Regions from separate parts of the Mus musculus genome. Here regions 2 and 3 are each linked to region 1. Evidence: chromatin contacts called from public HiChIP or PLAC-seq data. All regions are on one chromosome and are shown on one strand. Each heading gives the region's core, a stretch centred on a gene start, on an enhancer-like site or on the middle of the called end of the contact. The rest is flanking DNA. Distances are from core to core; before and after follow the strand shown. Region 1 overlaps Ubl3 (ubiquitin-like 3). Region 2 has its middle 19 kb from the start of Gm36140. Region 3 overlaps Mtus2 (microtubule associated tumor suppressor candidate 2).

Region 1 (4,219 bases), core at 199-2,698:
CTACTGAGCGAGCCCATAGCTCTTCCACAGCCACCATGCACATACTGGAAGGCAGCTGCCATTGCTGTATGCTGCCTCCGAAACACTCCTAACCAAAAAGGAAACCTGCAGTCCAGAAGGCAGACAGCGGAATGTTAGCAGGGTAGCCTAACCTAGCATCCAGCAGCACTGGCCAAGCAAGGGCCACTGGCCCCCACACTACCTGTCTGAGTCATGAGAGCTGGAAGTCCTTTAATTTACTTCCAAAAGAGACTGGCAGCTACACAATTGTCTAGAGATGAGTCATTTTACTGATTATTCTAAAATTTTAATGAGAATGAAGCATCTTGATCTTAACAAAGATTCTGTGACCTTTAACCTGACACTGAAACCGAGGGGCTGGTGGGAATTGCTCAACAGACCGGTGTTCCAAGGGGCAGCAGACTCACTCTCAGAGTCAAGAGAGGAAACCCAGCCAACACTTATTAGCTTGGTTTCTTCTTTTCTTTATTAATTTTAATTCAAGATCTTGTTTGAACCATTAAAAAAAATGGCCCCATGATTAATATATGCACAAACCAGCCAGGGGCTAACAGTCAACTCTCCTCACAGTGACAGAGGGTTGGTCTAATTAGGCAAAACTACAAACAAATTCTACCTTTAAGTGGCAATTATTTCTTGTATTTCTACAAACTACAGCAGTTTTCAGAGCAAACATAACACTGAAACAAACCAGCTCCATGTGAGCCCAGGCTCTGCAGCAGCCCACTAGGACCACACTGCTGGTCACTGAGGTCACCAGCTCTAACCCACAAGTCTTTCCATAGTGGACTCTGTTGTCCCATGCAAGCCCAGAGCAACCTGAAGGAGGATCTGGTCACATTCAATCCGCCTACTCAAGTTTATTGGTGCTGACACATGAACTGCTCAGTGACTACACAGTAACCGACCTACCTACCCAGGGAAGAACAGACTGCAGACCTCACCATTAGACGACCAGACTGAAGCACGATGGCGTGTCCACAGCAGTATTTACTTGGTCCCCACACAATGAGCACTTACTGAGTCCACTGAAAAAGCCCTCTTTTTACAAATGAAAACCTGCAGTCATAAACGTGCCAAGTCTGTGGGATGGATTTTGATGTAAAAGTAGCACACCCACCATACCACCCAGCAGCGCAGGGAACCCATCTGTAACCTGGCAGGCGGAGCCGTCTCCAGGGAGAAGCACACCCAGAGCTGGGGACCTCAGGGTCTCAAGTCACCTTTTTTTAGAAACCACTGTCATTTAAAATAAACAGAGGAATAATGCTGGCAAAGGACATTAATTACCTCCTAGGGTGACGTTTCCATGTAGAAATCTGCCTTGATAAATGAGTCGAAGAATGTTTGGGCTGCTGACCTGCTCTTCTTCCCAGTCTGAAAAAAGGAGAACTGGTTAGGCTCGGGCCCACACAACAGCACTTCTGTACACTCTGTAGAGGCTACCAGGAAGGGTGTGGCCCAGAGTCCCCACCCAAGCACTGCAGCCCTGGCTCCTTCCACCTTCCTCAAGTAGCAACAAAGAGCTGCAGAAGACTGTTTGTCCCTCAAGAGATCAGAGAGTGCCAAGCTGCAGGCTGAAGTTAAGGAAAACACCGAGCCAGAAGTCTAGCCTTGGTAAAGGGAATCTACCATTTGAAAATCAATTTCCATTATCAGTAATTAATGGACACTATAATGTTCCAGTGCTTGTACTGTTCAAATGTGTGCTCAAGGGTAGCAACAAGTTCCTCAAAGACTTCCTTAGGTGCCTGGGCTACATTGCTGTGCTGTTTTTCAGAGGCCAACTGGCAAACATTTCATGGCATTTGAGGCACACGGCTACCAGCTGGAGTATGGGCAGCACAGCAGCTCCTGCAGAAGCCCCGTCTGAGAACAGAGACTGCTGTTTGGACAGAGGGCGCTTTCCTTGGTAGCTCCCATCAGCTTCTTGCTGCAACAACGGAAGCTCTGGGTTCAGTGTGATCTGAAGACTTCCTGCTCACCATTCTAGTAGCTCCTACTCTCAGTAGGAGACGACAGACAAAGTAGTCCAGAAGACTGAGTGATGGAAGAGAAGAGAAGAAAGCCTGTCCTTGGTTGGTTCTGTTTCGTTGAGTGTTCAAAACAATGTATGTGCATGCACCTGATTTATCCGGTCTCAGGAACTCAAGTGAGAGAGGAACTCCCCAGGCCTGTCCCTTCCCGGGGAGTCTTACTGTACTCTTTCCTAGATAAAGATCAGGGGAGCTACTCTGCTTCAGCAAAAATTACTTTGCATGCACTGCCCTTAAAACCATCATTTATATAATTTATAGAATATGTCTGGCCAAACATTCCTTTGCTATAAACACAAGTGACAGTAACTTTAATCCATATAGAAGAGAGGTTAGGACTCTAAGGGGGATTTAAGGCCTGATAAAGCATAGTGAAGCCATGCCTTTCCATTATCTTTCACGGCCTCATGAGATGTGCCCTTCTCCTCTCTAGGCCCCAGAGGGACATGTACAGAACACGGCTTAGGAGGACTCTGGTGTCACTGATGTGATTAGCAGACCAGACAGCCAAGGAGTCCACCTGCCAGCCTGCTCCTTCCTCAGGGCAGGGCACCCAAAGACTTTTCTTCTACTGCTCCAGAATTTACTATTTTTTTCTTACAAGATCCAACAAATACATTTACTGGCTTTTAGTGCAAGATATTATAGTGGTTTAGACCTAGAATATTAATTTAAGTACTTTGTATAAAAGGAGCCCTTTTATGCACTCTAGTATATGCTGAGTAGATCTGGCAAACTCAGGAAAGAGGGACTTAAAGAAGGACTTTTCAAAGCGAGTAACATCTAGCTGATGTGATCAATTTCCAGAACAGGCGGGAGCCTCTTCACCTGCAGTATGTACCATTGGTGCCTCTCCCGTTATCATTACCTGGATTGTTTTAAGGAACTAAAGTAACTTTAAAAGTTCAAATTGCGCCGGGTGGTGGTGGCGCATGCCTTTAATCCCAGCACTTGGGAGGCAGAGGCAGGTGGATTTCTGAGTTCGAGGCCAGCCTGGTCTACAAAGTGAGTTCCAGGACAGTCAGGGCTATACAGAGAAACCCTGTCTCAGGAAAAAGAAAAAAAAAGTTCAAATTGCTTTTGCTAAACATATTATATAGATCTGGCATGGTGGCACATGCTTATAATCTCAGGTTGAGAGAGGAATTCTCCTAATTTGATTTGCCTGATTTGAGAGCAGCCCAAGTAATTTAGTAAGACATTGTCAAAAAATAAATAAAAAACTGGAGCTAGGGACACAGCTTCGTAATGGAGAGCTTTCCTGGCATGCACAAGGCCCTGGCTTCAACCCTCTGCATTGGAAAAAGTTAAAGAGATGGGCTACAGCAGTGTTACCCAGGGGCACATGCCATGGAAACTGTTAGGGGCACACTCTGGAAGCTCAAAGGGAAAACTCAGGACTCCCTCAAGAATCTCACTAGATAGGGAGGCAGCAGAGAAGGGAGGAGCTACCGCATACACTCCCCCAGAGAGCTCACAGTGGTGCAGTAAAAACAGAACTCATGAAGACTTTACTCTTCCTGGCCCTTCTTCGCAGAATGCATGCAGTAAGAACTAACTGCAGGTCAAGTCTGTCTCAAGCTTCATTTCCAATCAGCTATGCACAGAGGAGCCCACAGCGCCTGCTGCCTCTGAGAAGGTTGGCTCTTTCCTTCTGGGTTCACTGACATGGGAGTGGATGTGCACTGAGTACACTCTACCTGCACTAAGGCAAACATGGCCTCTGGATCTCCTGCTCCTTCGATGCTCTGTGGTGAGAAAGGCAAAATCTAGGCAGTGACACAGCAAGCCCAAGTCAAGCACGGGTCTCATGCCCTCTGTACTTTCTCAAAATGTGTGAAACAAGTCAGGGACAAAGAGTCAAGCAGCCGGTACTCACCCATGGGCCAGTTGTCATACACGTGCTTTGCGATGTCAGAGGCAGAGTCGTTTGGGGAGAAGAGGAACTCTTTCGTCTTCCCACTCACCAAGATGAGGCGCAAATTAATCTGGAAGTAGACATGGACACTCTGAATAAATCTCAGCCTGAAAACAGTATGACTGCACAGACTCCACTTACGCCACACTCTGAGTTGCCGCCAGTGCCATTTGGGGTTTTCAGCTAAAATTTTAATTGTTATCTAAGTCATCAGGCAGAGTGAGTATTTATATTGTTTTCTTAT
Region 2 (4,357 bases), core at 846-3,345, 140 kb after region 1:
GACACATCGAGGGAACTTCAACCCTGGGTATCTCAAACATGAGGGTGGCAGGACTTGGCTACCTCCCTACTCCTAATCTGGCACCATAAGGCCGGCTCCCCCACCATCAACCCTAGTAAGAATGTATTACGCTGACGGTTATCAGGCCTCACTTCTTGTTTGGCCGTACAAGGTTCCCCCTCCCTCCCATCCCCCACCCATCCCCTCCCAAGACCCTAGAGCTCCTGAGTATGTAGATGAAGCATCTTCTAACACCTATTCCCTGGCCAGTGGTACACAGCCACATAACCTTGCTCCAGAGACCCTGGCCACCTCCCCAGGGGCATAAATACCATGTTCTCCCTCCCGATAAATGAACCAGTTCACTTAAGCTGTTCCTGGGCGTGTTCATTGCCAGAGACTGAGATTCCGCACTACACTAGATACTACTACTGTGTATCTAGCTAAACTTTCCTCCTTCCAGTCCATCTCTGTGCCCAGTGGATCTGGCTACCACGGAGGGAGAAGGGGCCATGGGGCCGTACCCAGCAACCGATAAGGAAGCAGTAGTATTTTTCCCCTCGCATGCACTCGTTTTCTTAGCATCCCTGGGAGAGGAAGATGAAGGGTGGCTCAATTTCGCAAAGCCCTCCGGCTGACTCAAGAGCTCAGTGCTTTGTGAATGTGTTGCATGAACACTGCGCAAACTCTCACATCTAGTGTCACATCTGCTTTTACAAGGTGTCTGCATGAGAAGTGTTGGGGAGGTCTCACAGTCAGCCAGCCACCTACCTTCTGGATTCTAAAGAGCACTGTGAAGGTCAATTCTCAGAAGCCTACACCCTATGCGCGTCTCCTTCTGAGTGCAAATTAATATGTGTGTGCATGTGTGCTTGTGCTCTCACACACACACTGCTCTCTGAACTCTGAGCAGGGGTGTAGTAGGGAGAGCTACTGTACCTGAGGGCTGTACCGAGAGTGGAGTCATCTACCTCCATACCTGGGGGACCAGAGCAGGTAAGATGGTCTCAGGAGCCAGGCCATAATATTCCCAAATGGCAGAAACTCAAGGTGTACCCTGGATGGGTCACCCCCTTGAGAGGACCAGGGACAATAGTGAGGATATCTCAGTGGTCTGTAAGCTTGCCCAGGAGCTCTGAGCAGGGCTACAGAGGGCAGAGGGCTTTCTTCACTTCCCCAAAGCTCTAGTGTCCTATTGCTTGCAGTCCAGGACACAAGTACTCAGGGACAACCCACTCCTGTCAAGCCAGCCTTCTAAGCCTTCTTCCCCGGGGCAGGTAATTTCCATGCAGAGAACAGCTGGGAAGGAATTCCTCATTTCCTTCCCGTATTCAAGAGGCTTGGGCTTCCCCCAACAGAATTCCAACCCAGCTTTTAAATCAATGACTCCAAATGCATCTGGCCATGTAGAAAGCAAAATGAATAGACAGAGTACGCCTGTCCATCCACCATTCCTGCCGACAGGCAGGCAGCTTCTGGAGTGGGGAGGGGGCCACAGGATACCTCCCCTTGCAGCGTGCCTCCATCTCCACAGCAGGAAGGAGCAACCCAGTGGCCTTACATCTAGCTTTGAAGAGAGGAGGAGAAGCTCCACCCGCACCCTCCGGAGCTTACCAGGAAAGGAGCAAGCATCACCCTGTCTAGTACTCCTGGCCACCTGGCCACTCTTCCCAATCCCAGAATTCTTTGCAGGAGACGCAACGCTCCCTGCAAGTTAGGAAGGGCTTTTGGGAAATTCAGTGTCAGGAAGGGTAAAGGGGAGTTAACAGACAAGGCCATCAAGGACACAGAAGACCTGGGGACTGTTTTCAGCAGGGCGGCCCAGGAGTCGGGAGTAAATTACGGGTGCTGTTTTCCGTGGCCCACAAATGAACGGTGTGCCCTGTTGCTTGGTCTCTCTTAGACCGTCCCTGCTGCCCCACTGACCAGGTCCAGATAAAGAAGGCCTGGTCTCTGAGGGTCAGTGGTAGAGAGCTCACCCGTCCTGTGTGGTTCAAGCGTTTTTAAGGAGACACACACCTATTGCTGTGCCAGGGAGAGACAGAGGCTTCTGTGAAGAGAGGAACCTGGCACCTAGGTTCCCCTTTCCTTCCAGTGGCCACTGTGGTCTGTAGTCTTAAAGAGGCCAGATCCGTTTCTGAAGGAAGCAGTCTGTCTGTCTCTCCCACCCCTGTCCCTCCCTTCTTCCTTCCCTCCCATTCTCCTCCTCCTTCTTTCTGTCCCTCCTTCCCTCCCATGGTTCCTACCCTTTCCTCTATCCCTCCCCCCTCCCTCCCTCCCTCCCTCCCTCCCTCCCTCTGCATGTTTCCATCTCCTGACTCTGTCTGTGTTGCAGGGTTGACCCTCCCCCTGACCCCTTTCTCAAGCATCTCTCTTTCCTCAGTTCCTCTTCCGGATTTACTCAGCCACCACAGCCCTACCCCACCTCCAGGACTTTCTGCAAGCCCCCAGACTTCATGAACTCCTCAGCAACCGTCAGAGCCCTCAGGACTCTATGGCTGCCTTCTGCTGTTTCTCCTGACCTCTGCTCCCCATCTGGGAGGTAACCATTTGGACTGTGGAGTATTTAGGCCTCCTTTTATTGTTTGCTTGTTTGGCGGAATTTTTTTGGGGGGGAGGGCGCTCTGCCACTGAGCCTCAGCCCCTCTTCCTCCTGCTATGTGCTACAAACAGGTTCTCACTAAGTAGCTGAAGAAAGCCCTGGCCTTGGCCTCCTGCCCTGGGTTCCTGCCTCGGCCTCCTTGCAGCAGAATGCCTGCACTGTTTGCTTCTGCCTCTCTCTTGCCATTTCAGTCCTGTGGTCCTGCAGCTCAAGGTTTGTCTGGGCAGCTCAGCATCTCTCCCCAAAGTAGCCAAGGCTCTCAAAGGGAACCCTGGAGCCCCAGCCTTCTTGATCTTTCTCTTAGAGACCCTTTCCATGGTAGAGGATGTCCAGAGCGGGAGTGAACATAGATGACCTTGTGGACTTGTCTGCAGATTTCACTGACAGCCTGAAAGTTGTCCTTATGATCCAGAAGTGGGGGTCTCTGTACAGCTTCCTAGTGACTGGGGCGCTACAAAGAAAGACCAGAGGAGAGTGGAGGATGCTGGGTAAAGCACATAGTAGTAACTCGTTAAATATACTCAGGAATTAGGACACAGCTTCTTACCAAAATATATTTGAAGACCAGGTACGATGGCTAACACCTTCAATCCCAGCACAGAGGAAGCAGAGGCAAGTGGATCTTTGTGAGTTTGAGGGCAGCCAAGGAAAAAAAATAAGTCCCTGTCTCAAAAAAAAAAAAAAAATATATATATATATATACACACACACAAATAAGTTTATATATGTATATCTAATATATAAAGATATATGTTTATATATTTTTGTATATAAATATGTTTATATATAAATATATTTCAAACACACACAATATATATTTGAGGGGCTAGAGAGATGGCCAGAGGGGATGGCTCAGTGGTTAAGAGCACTTGCTCCTCTTCCAGAGGACCTGGGTTCAGTTCCCAACACCCATATCAGTTGGTTCATAACCACCTGTACTACAGCTCTAAGGGATCCAATACCCTCTTCTGCTCTCCTCAAGCATGTGTATACAAGGGGTGTGCACATACACCACACACACACACACACACACACAGAAATAAGAATAAATCTTTTAAAATATAATTAAAATCAGCTATTTTATAGTGAGAGTTAATTCTTTAATTTATAAGTATTAATTTAAAGAATAGATGTCCTGTGACATCTTCATACATGCATATAATGTACTTTAGCTATAGTAGTTAATTCTTTTTAAAAAATAATATTACTATGGTCATTTCTCCTCCTGTCCAGAGGTTTTCTTTCTGCCATACAAATTACCTGTGGCATGAATATAATAAAAGGAAAGTTCTAGAAACGAGCAATTCATGGTTTGGGAAAGGCTAAGTAGCACAATGAACCCACAACCTGCTGCTCACTCTTGCTCGGGATGTGAGCTGTTCCATTGTGCAGCGGGTCTGTGGTGTGTATGCTACCCGCCTGTCAATCCCAGGTCACCATCATTGTTGCCATAGCAACTCCAACAGCACCACTCTGCTCGCTTCAAGTCACTTACATTTTATTGAATAACGCTCCCAAGTGCAAGAGATACACTGCTGAGAGTTTATTATAATTGCCCGTCTTAATATTAATTATAGTCATTAACCCTTTAATGTGCCTGACTTGTAAATTTAACATTATACAAAAAATTAAACATGACAGTAAATATAGGCATTGGTACCCCCTGCAGTTCCAGGAATCCCCTAGAGTCCTGGAGTATACCCTCAAGATAAGGGTAGGGAGTATGGTCTTTTAGTGTATGCCAGACTCAGGCAT
Region 3 (4,573 bases), core at 917-3,416, 210 kb before region 1:
GCTAGAGGTAATCATGGCCTCCCACCCGGGCCACCCAGTGTGTGGGGACATGAGCTGGCTTCCTCTGTAGTTTTGCCCAAGGACGAGGCCTCCACACTGAGCCATTGCTGCTGCAGGGAGGGACCCTAACATCTCTGGGATGTGTGTTCAGTGCCTGACAGCTCCTCTCCCCAAGACAGACCATAGGCTCCCCAAGACCCTGGGTCTCTCCAGCACCTGCCATTTCTTGCCAAATCCCACATTATTCCTTAGGCAGGGGCCTTAGGTACCAATGATGTAACCTCCTCTCCGGCTGGAGACAGTCCATACCCTGCTTTCACAGATGTGCTCTAGGCTGGCAATGGACAGGGCCAGCTAAGATGTGACTTATAAGAAGGTAATTTTTCCCCAATAAAGCTGGAAAACCTCCTACCATCTAACGCAGTGTTGGAGAGAGGTGAACTAAGTTAAGGATGGGCACCATCCATTGAAATACTATACTGTTTTTTATCCTGTGGGGGAGTGGATTGAACCTTGGGCTGCATGTGCGCTAGGCTAGTTCTCCAGCCCCCAGCCAAAGCCCTAACCCTCCTCCCCCCTCCTCTCCTTCCTCCTCCCCCTTCCTTCCTCTTCCCCTCCTCCTCCTCCCCTCCCCTGCCCCTCCTCCTCATTTTCCTCCCTCTCCTCCCCCTCCTCCCCCTCCTCCCCCTCCTCCCCCTCCTCCCCCTCCTCCTTCCCCTCCTCCTCCTCCTCCTCCTCCTCCTCCTCCTCATTTTGAGACAGTCTTGTGAACTTCCCACCCTCCTGCCTCTTTCTCAGTGTTACAAGCCTGCTGCTGCAGCTAGCTTGGGTTGGGTTGGGTTTTCAATGTTGCCTCTCTGAAATTCAAATTAAAATTGATGTCCCACCGTTTTACTTGTTCACGTCCACCAGCCCCCGCTCTGACATGTCATTCTCATAAACGGCTTTTTAAAAAAACAGAACAAGCTGTGCATGTGGTGGTTCACACCTTTAATGCCAGCATTTGGGAGGCCGAGGCAGGCAGATCTCTGAGTTTGAGGCCAGCCTGGTCTACAAAGTGAATACCAGGGCAGCCAAAGTTACACAGAGAAACCCTGTCTCTAAGGGGATAAAGGGAGGGGGCGGGCAGATGGGGCTGAAGAGATGGCTCAGTGGTTAAGAGCACTGGGTGCTCTTCCAGAGGACCTAAATTCAATTCCCTGAGCCCACGTGGCAGCTCACAACCATCTGTAACTCCTTTGCCAGGGGACCTGACGCCCTCATACAGACATACTTGCTGGCAAAATACCAATGTATATTAAAAAAATAAAAATAAATTAAAAAGATAGTTTCTTTTTTAAAAAATTAGGGGATGGTATCTTTGATAGATTGAGCATATTAAATCTTCTTTAACATTTATTATCGTTAGATTCTCTACATGAGCACCATTATTTCCACCCCACACTCTTCCCTGCCAGTTCCTCCATGGCCCCTCTCTCGGCTTCATGACCTCTTCTTTGATCATTATTGTGACAAAAGGACAGACAGACAGACAGACAGACAGTTAGGACCTTCAGAGTCTGTCTAATGCTGTTCATATGCGCATGTGTTTACTAGGGCTGACCACAGGGAATTGGGTAACCAATCCGGGAATGACCGATCCTCCGCCCCTTGGTAGCCATTCATTACCCATAGTTCTTCATCTAGGGGCGGAGCCTTGAGAGACTTCCTCCATCCACTTTGCTTTGTAAAGCGCTTGGCTTGTTTCCTATGCATGAGCTTAAGGACATGGGCGAGACACGTGAGACCCCCCAGCGCCCTGGGGATCCAGTCCTGTGGGAGGAGGGTCAGAGCCTGTGTTATCCCAGGAATCCCCCCTCGGAGGTGCTGGCACCCGCTCCTGCACAGGTGCTATGGCTGTACATTGCGGAAGCACGGCAATCACACTGGGCTGGTTCATACAGCGTGCTGAGCCGGGAACCTGGTATGAAACGTACACTCTCTGCCCTTGTAGATTGCGCTGGCTCCATACCAGCACCTGGAAGAAGACATGCAGAGCCTGAAGCAGGTGCTGGAGATGAAGAACCAGCAGATCCACCTGCAGGAGAAGAAGATCATCGAGCTGGAAAAGCTGGTGAGTTGGCCCGCTTGCTCCAGAGAGCGGATGCTGTGGCTCTTGCTGGTGACAGTGCTCGGTGAGGGGTGCCCCTCCCTGCCTGTGGCTCACAGGCGAACCGGACAATCGTAGCTGAGCCTGGACTTCTCACAAGGCCAGGACTTCTGAAAGGAGTCCTGGTGGCTTCTTTTGGTTACTTCTCCAATCATTTCTGTGTCCTTCCACCACTAAGACGACAGCAGGAACGATCCATCGCTGTTGTTTACCAGGCCTGAGCAAAGCTCTGTCATTCCATTCCAACAGCTAGCCTGGGCAATGGTACTGCCACAGGACGAGAAGCCTAGGAAGGGGGACAGTTGTACCCAGTCTGTGAGTGGCTGAGCCCACAAGGCAACCCTGGAGGAGTGCCCCCAAATCCTCACGTGACAGAAGGATCAGAGATCTCAGTAATGGGAGTCCACCTTCATGAGCCAATGACCTCCAAAGGCCCCATGTCCTGTCCTGGTACTGCACCTGGGGGAGAGGGGTTCAGTTGCTTTGGAGGGACAGGAGCATCCAGTTCAAAACAAAGACTTTGCCCCTCGGTCATCAGCTAGGTTCCTGGGAGCTAGCCTGAGGAAATAGAGCAATATTTGTCCCCTCCTAGAGGCCCAAGGCCCAGATAAGGGCTTTTAAAAACTATGTATTCTGTGTGCATGTAGGTGTAGTATCCACTGAAACCAGAAGAGGGTGCCAGGTCCTCCTGTAGCGTCCTGACCAGTGTGTGCTGGGAACCAAATTCAGGTCCACAAGAGCTGTAAATGTTTTTAATAGCTGAGCTTTCTTTCCAGCCCCATTTGTTGATATTATTTTTTAAATGATTTTTGCTACTATGAAAGAGGAAGAGAGAATGTGTACATTGTAGGAAAGATAAACAAAAATAAGAAAATTAGAATATCGTATTCTTCTACCATTAACACTTCTCAGAGATATGTCTTAATGCCCCTCTCTCCTACACACACACATACACACACCAAATTTTGTCTTGTACAGTGTTCTATAGCCCTCTTCCAACGAACAGGTCTCCCCCCCCCACACACACACACCCAGCTAGGATCTTGCTAAATAGCCCATGCTGGTCTGAAATTTATAGTCCCACTGCCTCCACCACCAGCGTGCCGAGATTACAGACTTGTATCTCACCTCCAGTTTTGAAGAGTTACTGCCCATCTCATCCCCATTTGTCTCTGAAACATCCTTTGCAAATGGTTTGCACAAACCAGGAGCTTGGTCCACGTGTGGCTCTCTGCTGCAGGCATCTCTTGTTGCACAGGTGTGTTCCAGGCAGTGGAGAGACAGGTGTGTCTATTACCACCGTCCTGGGCAATGGGAGCCACATAGCTCCTCCCAACAGCCCAGCACTTATCACGGACCACAGGGGCCACACAGACCGATCTTGTCATATGCCCTGGCTAGGGTGACCCTTGAAACAGCCATCCATCTTCCTCTCGGTGATTGGGCTGTCTGCAAAGAACCACCCACGAGCCCCTGGGCTGATTTGGCTATGTTCAGCCATGTTCTGGCTTTGCAGAAGGTCTGTATGACTTTCTGTCCTGGGGATCTATTATTTCCCACTTCCTGGGAATAAAGATGAAGGCCAGGTAGTATGCCTTGCTCCAGTCCTTGGCAAGGATTCCCAAGCTCTATTCATGAGCAAGTTGCAGTTTTCTTTAAAGACTAGTGTACTGGCTAGTTTTGTGTCAACTTGACACAGCTGGAGTTATCACAGAGAAAGGAGCTTCAGTTGAGGAAATGCCTCCATGAGATCCAACTGTAAGGCATTTTCTTACTTAGTGATCAAGGGGGAAAGGCTCCTTGTGGGTGGGACCATCTCTGGGCTGGTAGTCTTGGGTTCTATAAGAGAGCAGGCTGAGCAAGCCAGGGGAAGCAAGCCAGTAAGGAACATCTCTCCATGGCCTCTGCATCAGCTCCTGCTTTCTGACCTGCTTGAGTTCCAGTCCTGCATCCTTTGGTGATCAACAGCAGTATGGAAATGTGAGCCAAATAAACCCTTTCCTCCCCAGCTTGCTTCTTGGTCATGATGTTTGTGCAGGAACAGAAACCCTGACTAAGACAACTAGCTACAGGAACAGTCAATGCACCCCCCCCCCTTTCATGGGACAATCCAGGTGTGGGTGCTCATCCCAGGCACTGCGGCAGCTGGGAAGCTAAAGCAGAAGGTCGCTGTGTACTCCAGGGCACCCTGAGTCACACGGCGAGTTCCAAAGGCTACAGTCAATTAAAGAGGCTACAGAGTAAAAAGCCTCTTTAAAAAAAATTCTAAAGTTAGAACGAAAGCACACACCAGCTAGATCCCACAGTGATGGAGAGATGGCATAAACTGGCAAGACCGTCACTGTAATAAGCCTTTCTAATAGGTTGCCAAGGCTTCCCCTGTCTGTTTTTAAAAAATTGACCTTTGCTTCTGTATCTTCAAAT

Evidence for each region. HiChIP or PLAC-seq counts read pairs in DNA pulled down with a chosen protein or histone mark.
Region 2: an H3K4me3 HiChIP or PLAC-seq map of bone marrow-derived macrophages shows a contact between it and region 1, with 3 times the contacts expected there. The contact joins two enhancer-like sites. A contact is called at or near these places in 2 of 484 Hi-C or Micro-C datasets (erythroblasts and granulocyte-monocyte progenitors) and 2 of 115 datasets of contacts at active chromatin or transcription factors (bone marrow-derived dendritic cells and bone marrow-derived macrophages).
Region 3: an H3K4me3 HiChIP or PLAC-seq map of embryonic stem cells shows a contact between it and region 1, with 19 read pairs. The contact joins two enhancer-like sites. A contact is called at or near these places in 2 of 115 datasets of contacts at active chromatin or transcription factors (the SCID.adh cell line and embryonic stem cells).

Annotation. Positions count from the first base shown.
Region 1 is chr5:148,507,958-148,512,176 of GRCm38.p6, forward strand. Ubl3 (ubiquitin-like 3) reads right to left here. Exons shown (of 5, transcript NM_011908.2): 2 at 3,937-4,045; 3 at 1,312-1,398. Among named protein-coding and RNA genes, the nearest start is that of Ubl3, 43 kb to the right of the region's middle. Within about 2 kb of position 1,449, at least 116 of the 459 cell types and tissues checked have an H3K27ac peak or open chromatin away from gene starts, as enhancers often do. A contact at or near this core is called in bone marrow-derived dendritic cells, bone marrow-derived macrophages, embryonic stem cells and 2 more, where this site is marked.
Region 2 is chr5:148,650,631-148,654,987 of GRCm38.p6, forward strand. No RefSeq gene overlaps it. Among named protein-coding and RNA genes, the nearest start is that of Gm36140, 19 kb to the left of the region's middle. Within about 2 kb of position 2,096, at least 53 of the 459 cell types and tissues checked have an H3K27ac peak or open chromatin away from gene starts, as enhancers often do. A contact at or near this core is called in bone marrow-derived dendritic cells, bone marrow-derived macrophages, erythroblasts and 1 more, where this site is marked.
Region 3 is chr5:148,301,490-148,306,062 of GRCm38.p6, forward strand. It overlaps Mtus2 (microtubule associated tumor suppressor candidate 2), which reads left to right. Exons shown (of 15, transcript NM_001359503.1): 12 at 1-7; 13 at 1,994-2,113. Among named protein-coding and RNA genes, the nearest start is that of Slc7a1, 96 kb to the right of the region's middle. Within about 2 kb of position 2,167, at least 20 of the 459 cell types and tissues checked have an H3K27ac peak or open chromatin away from gene starts, as enhancers often do. A contact at or near this core is called in embryonic stem cells, where this site is marked.